3 separate regions of the Anas platyrhynchos genome follow, and all the other regions are linked to region 1. A link is a contact called in public Hi-C data. All regions are on one chromosome and are shown on one strand. Each heading gives the region's core, a stretch centred on a gene start, on an enhancer-like site or on the middle of the called end of the contact. The rest is flanking DNA. Distances are from core to core; before and after follow the strand shown. Region 1 overlaps LOC140003459 (a long non-coding RNA gene). Region 2 holds the start of SDR42E1 (short chain dehydrogenase/reductase family 42E, member 1). Region 3 holds the start of MPHOSPH6 (M-phase phosphoprotein 6).

Region 1 (4,854 bases), core at 742-3,241:
TGCTCCAAGTCCCTTACCCTCAACAGCATTATTTTTCCCAGCAAGGACCAGTTTGATCCTTGACCATCTGAACTGGTGAATGGCCTTTCCTGGGGGATGATGAACCTGCTTTAAGTGGCATCGGTCCTGTACATGCCAAAGTATCTGATGCACTTGAATTTGTCTCTCCCTTATGCATACACCTAAGGCATATTCTCATTCTCCAATGGCACCTGAGATGGGTGGGAATGTCTATTAGGCTTTCAGCTAATAATTAAAAGCCTGAACCTGCCTGGCTGCTGGGGACTCATGGGAAGGCCTCTGAAATTGGCTGGGAGCTTCCTTCCCAGCTTTTATTAAAAGCTCTCCTGAATGTTTCATCAGAAGAAATTTGACTGCATATTTACGTGGCCACAAATCTACCTGGTTTAAAGCCGCAAAATCAATGCTCTAAGTGCATTGCTTATCACTCTGGGTGGCTGTTCCGCTAACCTGACCATCGTGGTTTTCATCCCTTTGCACAGTGAAGGTACGGATGAGGAACAGCCTGAGGATTAACAGGAAGCCTTTGCTTTACTCCCTTTACTCCTTTTCTCGGTACCACATGGCATAGTTGAGGGAGGACTGCAGGACTGCAGGACCATGCTCAGGCTGCTCATCAGGCAGCCAAAAGCAGTAGAAAACAGCTTAATAAAATCAAATAAAATAATAAAATAAAATAAAATAAAATAAAATAAAATAAAATAAAATAAAATAAAATAAAATAAAATAAATAAAATAAAATAAAATAAAATAAAATAAAATAAAATAAAATAAAATAAAATAAAATAAAATAAAATAATATAAAATAAAATAAAATAAGAATCATGTCATTGCTCTCCCTCCGTTTGCTTTCCTCCAGCGCTGGGCCCTTGCTCGGGAAGAGCTGCGGATGCGCTGCGTGCTCCTGCCGCTGACGAGGTTTCATCTTGCTCTCCTCTCCCTGGGGAGCAGCATGTGCTTTTGGAAGCTACACACCATTTTATTAGTTCAATTCCCAGGCGCAAAAACGTCAAGCTGCTTTTATACGAACACGCTGCAATTTAGTACCAATGGCAAACTCTGCAGAAAGAGAGAGAAATGCAGACCTAGCCCGGATCCCTGTGGAAACCCACCCGCAACCGTTCCCAGCACTGGGAACTGGCTCTGCAGCATCCCTGCTACACTTTAATTTGCACCATCTCCTCCGTTTGTATCCCACCTCATTTCCTGCCCTTGGTTAATGATCTGATTTTGTGCGTTACGCGTTCAGAATGCTCCCTGGCAATAAATGTTTTATTTTTTCGCTCATAGCACCTTTGTGAAATATTTATGATCACTAGATGTCACTGTAATTTTACTCTGTCTCCAGCCCTACTGAACCAGTGTGATTCCCCATGCTCTCGTGTGCTCACTTTAAAAACCTCTTGAAGAATATATTAGTGATGAGACAAACCCCCAGCTGCTTTCCTAGTTTGGGTTTTCCTGTGGTGGAAGGCAGAGTATGCCTTGCTTCGGGCTTTGCCTGCACTTCCCCTGGCACTGTAGTTAATCACACACGTGTTAGAAACCCAGGAATGTCTATAAAAGCATTTTGCCTCTTTCATTTGCCTTTAAAGATTTTTACAGAATATGTTTCTTCAAGGTCAACAAAAGTCCACACTCCCTATTTCCCTAAACTGTTCCTTCTATGATTTCTCTGTTGTACAGTATATGGCAATGTAATTATTATAGGCATAGACATGCATGGGATTTTTATTTCTTTTTAATTGGAAACCTCAGTGCTGTGGAGTGGGATCACCTATGCATTAACCCTTTGTCTCCACCCGGTGAAGTTACCCAGTTCAGCAGGAGGACACATTCACTCCATATGCCAGGTCCCACTGGGGAACATGCCAAAAGCAGGACTTTCAAGAAAAATCTGTTATCCAGTGTACAGCGCAAAGGCTCCTGATGCAGCGCTGGTTCCAAGGAACTAAAGCTCTTTGCTGGCATCTTTTGGTGAGCAAGGAGAAGGGACGCGAGGGTCAGGGTGTCCCAGCTGCAGCACGGGTCTCACCACCTCAAAGCAGATAAATCTGGTTTTCTCTCTTTAGTTAACAAAGAAATGTGGGGAGGAGTGGAAGGAATTCAAATTTTGCTGGAGGAGGAATCTCTGTCACAGCTGTGAGGACTGGAGTGGATGAGCACCATGCAGGGCAGCACAGGGAAGACTCACAGCAGGCAAAATTCCTGCCCTTTTGCCCAGATTGTGCTGCCTGTCCAGCACCATTAATCGCAACATCTCAGACACCCTAATACATTGTGTTCTGCTACTGACTCTGTCTCACTTTTGATGAGCTTTTCTGTTCAGGATTAAATTTTTCATTAAAAAAGAGCTTAAATGAGTAAAGAAGCTTCTGGACAAGCACTTTTTTTTTTTTTTTTTTGTGTGTGTGTGTGTGTGTGTGTGTAGCCATCAGAGAAGCTTTCTTGATTCCCCTGAGGTCAAGTTCCTTTCATCTTCTCTGCCAGCCACAGCATAAAACCCTAAATTTCCTTTGAATTCTGTTGATTAGTTGGAGCGATGGAGTGCTCTCTTTAGAAACTCTCCACTGCAAATCTAGCCCAACATGACGGACCACATTCTGCCTAATGAGTAACAGCAGCACACAAACCAGGAGCTAAAGGGAGTTTTGAAAATATTGCCACTGAATTAAGACAAATGTTAGGGCTACGGTGCTAATCCTGAGAATGAGCTCATATCGACGTGTCTGTTTTAGGTGAGTGACAGGTAGACAGGAGTAGCTCTTTATTAATTGGAGACCCATTAGTCCTGGCTTAAAGCTGATGCAGAGCCAGCAGCACTGCATGGAGCAGGAGAAGTGTTTTTGGGGTGTGTTGGGTGCAGCCCCCCAGTCTTGCAGGAGGCACTGGCAATGACACCAGCTCTCTCATGGGGTTCCTCTGCCAGGAACAGTGCTGGAAGGGCTTTCATCAAGATAACTGTTGAAAAAAAGGTGAGGAACAATAGAGAAATAAACCGACTAAAGCAGCTAATTAATGTAAATGACATCCTGGATTATTTTTTTGTGTTTATAGACGTCTCTTCCTAAGGAATTGCATGAATTTCCTTATTTGTTTTGAAAGGTTATAAATTATCTAGGAACCTGACTGTGTGTACATAAAAAGTGTTGAAACAGTTCAATTAAAGGTGTGACAGCTTTAAGCCCCATTAAACATGGGCAGCTCCCTACACATAAAATCACTTGCCAGGCCACTGGCATACTTCTATGTAATTTGAGTCAATCAGGAGTTCTTTCAACATAACCCAACATAAATCATTATCAATACTAAATGAGGGATTGCATATTAAGAGCTTACACCCATTTCTTTTTATCGGTTTAAAAACAGGTTAACATTACATGGAACACAGTTCCAAAACAGACTGAAGTTATGTGAAACACCCTTACGAAAGCATTAGTGTAAATCATATTTTTTAAACAGATTTAATCATTGTTTACCCAGCAGTACCCCAGAAGACTAACTCGAACAATACAGTGCTATGAATTCATAGCACAGATTAGTTAAAGCAGATGGTAAGCCCGTGTGGATGCACTCCGTCAGAGAAAATTCAGCCATAATTGGATTTATTTTAATTCACTTATACTTTGACAACAGGAGAAATGCTGGTAAAGTTCCTCATGCAGACAAGCCCTGAGGTTAGGGCTTTCAGGGAGCTGCTGCTTTCCTTGCTCATAACCTCTTTTTGAAAATTGGACTTTAATGCAAAAATAACATTTAGCCTATTTTAAATACTAGTCAATCCCAGTCCAAAGACCTTTATTGACGGTCAGATCTCAGTGCCTCCCTTCACTCCAAGTAGCACTTTATGCAAGTGGCCCCAATGAGACGATGACACCCATGGGCAGCTCCTCACTTCTCCATGTGTTCTTGCATGGGCTGGTGTGGGAGGGCACACTGTATACGTCCAAAAGCCTAGATGTTACCTGGAATGGCACCCAGTCTGTGCTTCTGACCTGGGTTCTTCTTGAAAAGGTCAATAACTGCTTTTTCCTCTTAGAAAAAGAGGGGGCTGGAGATCTGAGTCCTGACTTGCTTGCTTGTGTGCATCCTTCATTCTTGGAGGATGCACACAGTGGCAGGGAGACTTCTGCCCAGCCAGAGAGGGGGGAAGGAGCTCACTTCCCTCTGAGCTGAGCTGTTACGGGTGTAAATAGAGCTCCTAATTGTCAGCATATTTTCTGCAAACACATAATAAACACAACTCTCATCTCCTTACAAATTATATGTACGTGTAAGGGGCACCCACGTTACTAGCTGGATGACATGTTGCATCAACTAGACATGCAGAAACCTGCCAACCGCATCATCACAAACCTCAATTTCCCTCATAATCTCCCCAAACTTCTTGCTTTCAAATTGTACCAGCAAACCACCAGCTGCTGGCCAGCTGGATGGCCATGGAGGCACTGCAGCAGCAGGAGGCATGTGGGGAGGAGTGACCCAGCTCTGGATACACCTCAGATATATGTTTATTCCAACGCATTTAATTGACATTAGCTCTTGTTTGTTTTCTTTTGTTTGGATTTTTGCTTGTTGTGGTTATTCTATGTGTTAATGGCAAGGAGGAGACATAATGATTGGGTGAGGCAGATTCATCTCTGAACTTGTTTTTTTTTTTTTCAAGCCTTTCCTCACCTATATTTAACCATGTGCCTCTGGTGTATATTGGCAGTAGCTTGCTGTTCTTGCTGGCTGCACAACCATATATTTAAACTTAAATCAGATTAGCATTTCTTGTCTCAATACCAGCTACACTTGGGGGAAAAAAAAAAAATATATATATATATATAT
Region 2 (4,854 bases), core at 852-3,351, 50 kb after region 1:
TTTAAAGTCAAATCTGTCACTGTAAAGTGAGGAATGACTGTTTCCTACTATGTTTTGAAGACCAACTAAATTAATAAATAAATAATTATATGAGTTCATTACCATGATAGTCATTTAAATTTTACAATATCTTAACCACAGCTTTCTTATATTCATAATATTTACACTAATTATAACATAATCTGACACAATTCTTTCACTGTACATAACTAGGCAGAAAACAAGAAAAAGCAGAATGTAGATGAAGGTCTCAATCCTACAAGCTGTCCAGCACAGACATATCACAAAGCCCAGTAGACAAACTGTCATACTGAAGTTAACCTATTCAAATGCAAGGATTTACCCACACAACATGGAAAGCAAGGTCAGAGACACAGTTCAGATAGCTCCAGGATTCTCATATTTAATATAAGGATATATAAATGATTTTTATTATTGCTTCTGAGCTAGAATTCTTATGCCTTTATGAATACACTGCAAACTATTTTAAGGGATGATTCAAGGCTGCCTCAAGACCCACTCTTCTGCACCTACAGACAGCAGACAGGGAATTATACCATCAGATATGACTGAAGGATGCCCTCCAAGCCAGACACTCCACACATCTACATAGATGCAGCACTTCTGCATAGTCAGGTTGTTCACAGGCTGACCACAACTGATAAGCGTGTGACATGCAAGTCATTTGCTCTGCTCACATGCAACATTTGCTCTATGCCTGAAATTGCTGTTTAAGAGCCACAGAGGTTCACTGGCAAAAAATAATTGCTAAAAATATATATATATATATATATATTTAGTGCTCATAGTATTCTTTTCAGAATCTGCTTAGTTTTAATTCTTGCCATTCGTCAATCAAAATAAAACACAGCATATTTTGTCTACTTCTCTCAAGGTTTTGCAAAATGGAAACTCATATATTTTAAGTAGTTTTGACAGTGAATTCACTTTTTGAGTTCTTTTTGACATTCCCCAGGTGACTCACACTGCTTTGAAAGAAAAAGGGAAAATACTACAAAACAGACTTTGAAAGTGTAATTCTATGTTGTTTTCCTATTACTGCTCTCTCTTGTAGGCAGCTTGCACTGCATTTCTGATGCTTAACTCGGGAGCAATTCTGTTGAAGTCAGTCACCATTACGCATTGCTTCCCCACTAGCAAAAACATTTCAGCCTCTCCATGAGATTAACACTCTTCTGTTAGCATGCTATACAATACAGGCTTGTGATAGATGAACGTTAGAGCAACTACATGTATTAGTTATTATTTAGCCTTTGTGCAGCACAGATTGCACCGTGAGAATCTGGGATAACTAGCACGACATCAAGCTGTCCCATTTCTTACTCAACTCTACGAGAAATAAAGTTCTTCCAGATTGATGACAATATAACAATAATGAGAACCTGTGTGCTCTAGAGGAGAAAGAGATTTATGTATCAACGTTTTGTTCTCTAATGAAATCATCGTCCAAAAATAACTGTAAGGTCTTACATTACACTTTCCAAAATGTGAAGCAAGCCTGGGGAGGCTCTGTCACCAGGTACTTTTAACACACTTCAGTGAAAATGAGTTCCAGAAGCAGGACACATCTCAAACAGGTTCATGGCCCCAGGACACCGTGAATACACAGCTCTCCTGAAGGTCACAACCTGTTCGAGAGTGGCCGAGGTATCTACACACCACTGTCAGCAGCAGCATGGCCAGAGAGGAGTTGGACTAACTGGTGCTGTGTTTTGGCTCTCAAGCAGTACACAGAAAGATACTGGGTTAAGCAGGCAAAAAATATATATATGATTTATTTTTTTTTTAAGATTTCCAGTGGTAGGCATGTGATGGAAACCAGCATTTATTAATGGGCTCCTGGTGAGGTTGCAATTACGGTTTGTTTTTGAACTACAGAGGCAACTAAAGACTTTGTGCACACACAGAGCGTCAGGACTAAAAGAAAACAATTAAAAATGAGGGAGACAGAAAGTTAGTTCTATTTTTATTTTCAAGTATAAACAGTGGAACGTGACAGCGCGACAAGGCTCAGGCTTCAAAGATAACTGGAGATTCCTCATCTTAAAGCACCTCACAGTGAACACCAAGCTCTGCTCAAGTATCGCCGGGGAAGGAAAGGAGGAAAGCAGTATCTGCGGGGGCACAGACTGACACAGCACGGCGCACACCATGACACAAACCCAACGCCCACCGCCCCATTCCCCCCCGGGTCGCCCTGCGCTCTTGGCAGCCATTTTGTGGCCCGGCGCGGGAACTCCATTTCCCGTGGAGCCCGGCGGCCCCGCGGGGAGGCGGCACGGAGCGGGGCCGGGGCCGGGGCTGAGGTACGGGGCTGGCGGGGCCTCGGACCGGCCTCACCCGCAGCGACCACCGCGGCCAAACGGGCAGGGAACGGCCGCGGAAAGCCGGGGAGGGAAGGCTGAGGGCGTCCCCGGAGCTTCCCAGCCGCGGAGTCGCTGCGTTTTCGCGACAGGCAGCGCTGCTTCAGCTATAAGCTGGCTTGGGAGCAATGCCAGTTTCCGCCTTGCCTGGCAGATGGTGGAAGGAAGGGCCTGAATCAAAGCACGACCTATAGCTGGGAATAACCAGACACGTTAGAACTCGGATTGGTTTTAACGTGCTTTTTTACTGTGTGTTTTATAGATCGATTTCCTTCAACAGCACCAAAGGCAAGAGGATGGAGGCAGAAAATGTTGCCAAGGAAACGGTCCTAATTACTGGAGGAGGTGGCTATTTTGGCTTCCGGTTAGTGCATTAAATAGTTATTACATACAAGAATAAATGTAATAGAGCGCTGTTGGTGAGGCAACAGAATCCGTCCGTGAAAGGAAACCTACAGGATCTAGGGCTTGAGCTTCCTCACCTGGTTCACCCCATCGCCTGATGGTTCCTATTGGGGTCTCGTTTTTCAACAAACAATCATATACTGCTTCTGAATGTTTTAAGCAAATACATTATTCTGTTTCCACATGATTACAAGACAGTTAGTCTCAATATTTAATCAGTCTGGGCAACTTTGTAACAGGAATTTACATTTTTATCCTCAAAATATGTAGGGAACAGGAGAGAAATGCCTGGGTTCTTCCAAAACGCAGTTAAAAACACCAGTTAGTGGTGTTGTGTTTTTTTCCCTTATTGTAGTTTCCCACTTTATGTTTTTTCTTTTGTTTTCTTTTCCTCTAAGTAAAGAGGGAAAGAATAAATTAAAAAGATATATTAGAATAGTTAATAGGCTTCTCTTTCCTCCAGGTGAAATGTTTCATGCATTACTGTGTTATGTATATAACATGTGGTTTCCGTCCTGTTTTAGTTTAGGTTGTGCCATATACCAAATGGGAGTGGATGTGATTCTCTTTGATGTCACGAAGCCACTTCAACCAGTGCCAGAGGGAATAAAGTTTATGCGAGGGGATGTCTGCTGTCTGTCTGAAGTGGAAGAGGCTCTTAAAGATGTAATCTGCGTATTCCATATCGCTTCCTATGGAATGTCTGGCAGGGAGCAGCTGAACCGAAAACTTATAGAAGTTGTTAACGTGAAAGGAACAGAAAATGTCATCCAGGCCTGCAAGAGCACAGGAGTGTCAAGTCTGGTTTATACAAGTACATATAACGTGATATTTGGAGGCCAGATTATAGAAAATGGGGATGAATCTCTGCCTTATCTACCTCTTCACCTTCATCCAGATCACTACTCCCGGACCAAATCTTTAGCTGAAATGAAGGTGCTGGAGGCAAACGGTGCTGAGCTTGGAAATGAGAAAGGTGTATTAAGGACTTGTGCTCTCCGACCAGCAGGTATCTATGGGCCAGGAGAGCAAAGACATCTTCCAAGAATAGTTAGTTACATTGAAAGGGGACTGTTTAAATTTGTATATGGAGACCCTCTCAGTTTAGTAGAATTTGTACATGTAGATAATCTTGTTCAGGCTCACATCCTTGCCTTTGAGGCCCTCAAAGCCACCAAAAAGCACATAGCTGCAGGCCAAGCCTATTTTATTTCAGATGGCAGGCCAGTAAATAACTTCGAATTTTTCCGACCATTAGTAGAAGGGCTGGGTTATAAGTTCCCAACCTGCCGCCTTCCTCTCTCCCTTGTCTATTTTTTTGCATTCCTTACTGAAATAGTTCATTTTCTTGTAGGTCATGTTTATAATTTTCAGCCTCTCCTCACCCGCACAGAAGTTTACAAAACCGGTGTCACACATTATTTTAGCATGGAGAAAGCCAAGAAAGAGCTGGGGTATAAGCCTCAAAAATACAGCCTGAATGAAGTGGTTGAGTGGTTTAAATCTCAGGGCTGTGGACCAAAGCCAAGAAAGTATACCATTACGAAGGTTGTTAGGAATGGAGGATTGCTCTTGTTGATTGCCGTGGTGGTTGCATGGTTTCCATCTGCAGTTACATTTTCACACTGAAAGATGAAACACTGAACATTATGGAATGTGGGGGACAGAATTTACTTATGTTGAGTACTCGTTAGTGTTGACAGGTATTAAAAAAACACATTGGTGCTATTCAGGTAAATATTTTTAACATTTCTAGCCCTAAGGAACGGAACTGCTAAGTAAAAAAGATGTAATTTTTATACAAAATTCCTCTTCAAAGTGAAATTGATCAGATCACTAATAAGACAAAGCTTAGTACTCCTGCAAAAACAGCATTTTTTTGTCTGTTACAGTGGTACACTTAGACTGACCCTTCCTCCCCAACAATATTATACTCTGCCCCTTTATTCCTAACAAGTTTCTGCTACATGATCCAGAGGAGAATAAACTTGCTCTTTGATCACATTCCAAAACCAAATTCTGCTTTCCAGCTTGGATGTATATATGCCTGACCAAGAATTTGCCT
Region 3 (4,854 bases), core at 950-3,449, 36 kb before region 1:
TAATCTGGTCCATGAGACAGCTGATTGTTATCTATAACCTCCCCATCCAATTCTAGTGATGGCAGATGTAATCCAAAAATTTCCTTTAGGCTTTTTTACTGCCGAAATAGATCAAATTCTGTGGCAGCCTCTTTACAATCTCCACTTTTCTAAATAAACATCACACAGCCCGTGCTGCGTTTACAAAAAAACACTTCTCCCTGTCTGCCTGAACGCATCGAGGCGGGCTGTCAGCTGATATTCTGGCACACGAGACAACCAGCAGCAGCATCTTTGTGGGAGTCCATGGTGCAGCGCTTAGACCCCAACCGTTCATGGGCTACCAGAGGGCTGAGACTGTCGATCCCAAGCTCTTGCTCACCAGGAAGAACACAGAATAATCCTTACGGTTAGATGACTTCAAAACCCTTTGCATTGTTTCCTCCCCGCCCCCTGCTAGATACTACATTCCTGCAAGCCATTTAAAATTATTTGATTACAAAGATGAAAGAGTTGGTAGTGTCACATGAAAGGTATCATACAACAGGTATATGCCATGGCTGCATCCACGAAATACTGTAAGCAGAGGCTGCAGGGACTGACAAAACCTTGTTATGCTGGCAGGACAGGGCGATGCACAAAGAGTTAGAAATAGCTGTTGCAAAGGGCACCAAGCAAACCAGGCATAGCCACTGCTCAGTGGCTGGAGACGTACTGGTGGGTACGCGGTAATGTATTTAGGAGTCATCTGAAGTACGTTTCCAGACTATAAATTAACTGAAACTACTCAGAAAACAATAAATAAATAAATAAATAAATATGGGTAACATTGAAAACTATGCAATTAAACACAGGGCTCCAATGTACAATGATCAACAAAAAGCAAATACTTTATTAGAATGCATGGCAAAGAGAAAATAAGGCCAAAAGTTGGGAGCTAATGGAGGTACTGTGCTGTTGTATTAACCAACAGTGTTCCCTTATTTTTTTTTTTTTAAATAAGATACAAGTATAGTCATTCTTTGACACACATTTGTATTTGGAAAACTGCTAAATTCTTCCAGGTTTCTTTTTATGAGAAGCGCTGGTAATGTTAGTGATGGAGTGAATAGAGAAGGATCTAAATGTGAGGCTGAATGAAGCCGGAGAGTTCCCAAACTCGGAGAGAGACTTTCTCTTTGGGGCCTGGAGTTTCAGAGCACCTCCCAACTCATTTACAGAGCCTCAAAATGAAGGTGTTTTGCCAATATGAAAATTAAATTCAGTGTTGTGGCTCACCCTTGAAGTGGTTGTGGCTCTGAATGTGCTTCATTCATGTTTGTGGGCATTTTAACCCATTGGGCTTAACTGTGTAATAAATATACCTGGATTTGTATAATTCCTTCTCCTCTCCCACTGTAATCAAGCTTTGCTCTTCATTTTATGCTTTTATGGGTGCTATTAGATCATAAATCTTTAAAAGTTCTTCAAGCTCACTTTGACCTGCATCCTGCACATATGGGAACTTCTCTTCCTCGATTGCGTTTCTGAGCACACCAGTTCATTACAGTTTTGAACACTGAACTCTCACTCTTACTACTTTACTGCCTGCTTTATGTGCCAAATGTCAAAACAGGCATCAGAAATCTGATTTATGAGGATGTATACAAAAATTGTGGTTCCTGCTTGTGACTGGGAATCAACTAGCAATTTCCTACCAGGATTTCTATTTAAGATACCAGGGCCCAGCCTGGCAGCCTAAAGATGGCACTGCCAACCTTGAATTCAAAAATCACCATCCAAGACCCTTGAAACTTCTTGTAGTATCTTTGAACTTACTTGCTTTCCAATTTTAACCACATTTGACTAACCTGTGGGTCTTTTGCAAGTAAAAGTCAATGCTTATTTTCAAAAATTGAAAGCCGAACAAATCGAGCAGTCTCCAAATGCCAATATGCAAAAGATTTGATAATCTCTTTCCTGTTACAAACATCAGAAAGGTATGGATCAACCCCTAAGCCTCCAGAGCACACAAACGTTGATAAGAAATCTAAGCTTCCCCTACTAATTTGCCATTTTCCATCGATTTATACCCTGCTCACAGAAGCACTCCCCCTCACCCCATACACCCAGCTCTATACAGCGAAGCTGCTGCTTTTTAATCGCTTCTTTTCCATCGGCCGTGCGCCCTGACGGCCCCCGCAGGCCCCGCCGCTCCTTGGGGCTGGGCCCGGCCCTGATCGCGGAGGGTGGAGCCGAGCCGCCACCGCCTCCTCCCCCGGCTCCCCCCCGGCCTGCGCGGCCGCGGCGCTACTCGAGCTCGGGGATCCAGCGCGGCCTAGTGCCAGCGCCGCGGCCGCCATGGCCGGGGAGGTGAAGACGAAGCTGTCCAAGAACCTGCTGCGCATGAAGGTGAGGCGGGGGGCGCCGGGCGGGGAGGGGAGGAGAAGGGGAGGCATGGAGCCCGAGCTGGGGGGGGGGGACGGGACGAGGAGATGGCGGCCGGGCTGGGCCTAAGCTGCGGGGCCGCCCTCCGAGCCGCCCGCCGCCGTGGCTGTCCCTTAGGGGTGTGCGGGGATCCGCAACTGGGTGCCCCTTGCAGGCTCTGGGGACGTTTTGCCTTCCTGCATGTGGTCACTCTGCTTCTGCCCTGTTCTGACACAGGCACGAGTGTCTCTCTTGTGTTTTGTACTCTGCACGTGGCTTTGTTTGCTTTTTCTTTACAGCTTTTTGCTCAAACTTCACTAGCAAGAGGCTGTTTTAACGAGCTGCCCCAGACAGGGTTTCATTTTTTGTCTGTTTCCACTGATAACCAACAAAGTGCCCAAGCACAACGCCTGGCCCTTTACCACCTTCCTCCATCTTTTCCCAGTCACAAACACAAGGGCTGTCTGCTTACTGGGTTCTGGTGCACGTTGCATAACACAACGCCTAATTCAATAAAGTACATTCTCCTGTGAGGGATGAGTCTTTAATGATGGAAAACAGACACTAGAAAGTGTCTACACAAAAAGACAAAAAAAAAAAAGCCTTTTTTTTAATGTTAATACTCATTACTTTTTTATAAGTGATTAGCCTTTGTGGCTTCTCGTTTGTGGTGTTTTATTTAACATGCGGGTTTTTTTCACCTATTTATGTGGGACCATGTTTCAGAAACTGCCTGAAAGGTTTTAGCTCCATATAAAGTGGGCTCTGTTACAGTAAGATTGTGCAGTATTTACCACAATTAATAGGTACTGCTAATGAAAGGCTAACATTTGTACACAGGGGAAACAAAATGCATCCTGCCTTGCTCCCAAAGGTAAGTAAATGATGGGCTTAGTTAGCCAGCAGCACAGGACAGAGTAAGACTCCCTTAACCTAGATTGCAGCATCATTGATTTTTGTTACTTTTTTGTAATACTCTCTTCTTAGGTGAAACTTATGCTGCTGGTTTTTGCCAGTTTATTAACCCTCCAGAGATTTCAAAGGCTAGTTTTTAGATTTCCTTCCTTGGAAGGCTGTGGGGAACCAGACTGTGAATGTGGTGCTGTGACATTTGCAGATTTAGAGTCCAGGCAGTAGTAACCAGCTTAGAAGAGATGAGTAGGTTTTGAAAAGGTCATACACAGATCATGTGCTTAGCACTTTCATACTGCAAAACCTGTTTACAAATGTTTTAATTAATCTTTTAGCAGCTGCCTCCACGGGTAGTGATAAGATGTATCATAACAATTTAGTAGGCAGGTGAAGGGGCACCCAGAGGTGGCGTGTGGTCAGTGGTAGTGTTGTGAAAACCCTTTTCACCAAGATCCAGACTATGCACACCTTTTGATGTCAAATGGTGGCTCATGCTTTTAGTTCCTGTACCATTTGATCCAGGTCCCATTGCTTGGGGGAACTTACCTAAATAATCATGCAGTTACTGCCTTACATACTCTGCATCTACCATGGTTGGTATATTTTTAATTCATTCACGTGTGTTTACATTTCTGATAAACACAATCACATTTTTTTTTTCATCCAGCTATTCCTGTAGTAATCGTGAGGAACATAATCTTTAAAATGTAATGTGGAATGATTATTTAATTGCGTGCTTGTAGCAAAATTTCTCCTGTTGAGTTTTCTGACTGGCTAACCAATTTCCTTGAGCAATATGGTTTTCCACATGATAGATTCCCTTATTTTCCTCAAGTAGATACTGTAATTTTAATTGGAAAGCTTTGACATATTTTGGGTCGACTCAGAAAACAAAAGTCAAGTTTTCTTTCATTAAAGATCTTGTACAAATGCATACAAATAGAAATATAAAAGGAAAATGAGACACTATATTGGCTTATATGTCAGGGTTTGGTTTGTTTTGCCTGGACATTTTGTAAAGACTGAGAAAATGTGGGTATGTACACATAATATATATTACATATATGTATTACCTATATACTTTAAATCTCAGTAATTTTGGATTTTTGTGGGAGGGAAGTGTGTAGTGATGTCTTCTTGGGCCTTATGCCCAAGTCAAGCGTGCTGTAGCTGGGACCAAAGCTATGACCGAGTCTCTGCTAATGTCTGAAAGACAGAAGAGCCCCACCGGCATGTTATCTGTCAGCCTGCAGGCTTATCTAAATACAGAAATGATGCTGCTTTAAACGAAAGGAGTACGATTAGTTGATATAAAACTCCTCTGCAGTGTTGTGCCTACAGGTTTGCTTTGATTGCCACAAAGCAATTTTTGTACAGAAATGTGTATAAACAGCACTGGTAGCCTTGTCTCTTGCTGTGAATTATATCGGTATAAATGTGCACCTCTGTCAGAGGCAGTTACTGAAACACTTTCTGTAGGCCCAAAGGAAGGTCCCAGCTCCTAGGGATGTGAGAATGTAAGGATCGCTCCTGTAAAGTCGTGAAGAGTTCTGTTTT

The links. Hi-C and Micro-C count contacts between places; a contact is called where the count stands out from the background.
Region 2: a Hi-C map of F1 follicle shows a contact between it and region 1, with 2.2 times the contacts expected there. The contact joins the promoter of SDR42E1 here to the enhancer-like site in region 1. A contact is called at or near these places in 5 of 8 Hi-C or Micro-C datasets (F1 follicle, liver, skeletal muscle and 1 more).
Region 3: a Hi-C map of liver shows a contact between it and region 1, with 1.8 times the contacts expected there. The contact joins the promoter of MPHOSPH6 here to the enhancer-like site in region 1. A contact is called at or near these places in 2 of 8 Hi-C or Micro-C datasets (liver and subcutaneous adipose tissue).

What each region holds. Positions count from the first base shown.
Region 1 is chr12:4,763,125-4,767,978 of IASCAAS_PekinDuck_T2T, forward strand. LOC140003459 (a long non-coding RNA gene) reads left to right here. Exons shown (of 2, transcript XR_011812171.1): 2 at 881-1,310. Among named protein-coding and RNA genes, the nearest start is that of HSD17B2, 32 kb to the right of the region's middle. Within about 2 kb of position 1,992, at least 2 of the 8 cell types and tissues checked have an H3K27ac peak or open chromatin away from gene starts, as enhancers often do. A contact at or near this core is called in subcutaneous adipose tissue, where this site is marked.
Region 2 is chr12:4,813,185-4,818,038 of IASCAAS_PekinDuck_T2T, forward strand. SDR42E1 (short chain dehydrogenase/reductase family 42E, member 1) reads left to right here and starts at 2,102. Exons shown (of 3, transcript XM_027466766.3): 1 at 2,102-2,327; 2 at 2,647-2,748; 3 at 3,314-4,854. The coding sequence starts at 2,173. The coding sequence ends at 4,418.
Region 3 is chr12:4,726,498-4,731,351 of IASCAAS_PekinDuck_T2T, forward strand. It overlaps MPHOSPH6 (M-phase phosphoprotein 6), which reads left to right and starts at 2,200. Exons shown (of 5, transcript XM_027466847.3): 1 at 2,200-2,370. The coding sequence starts at 2,320.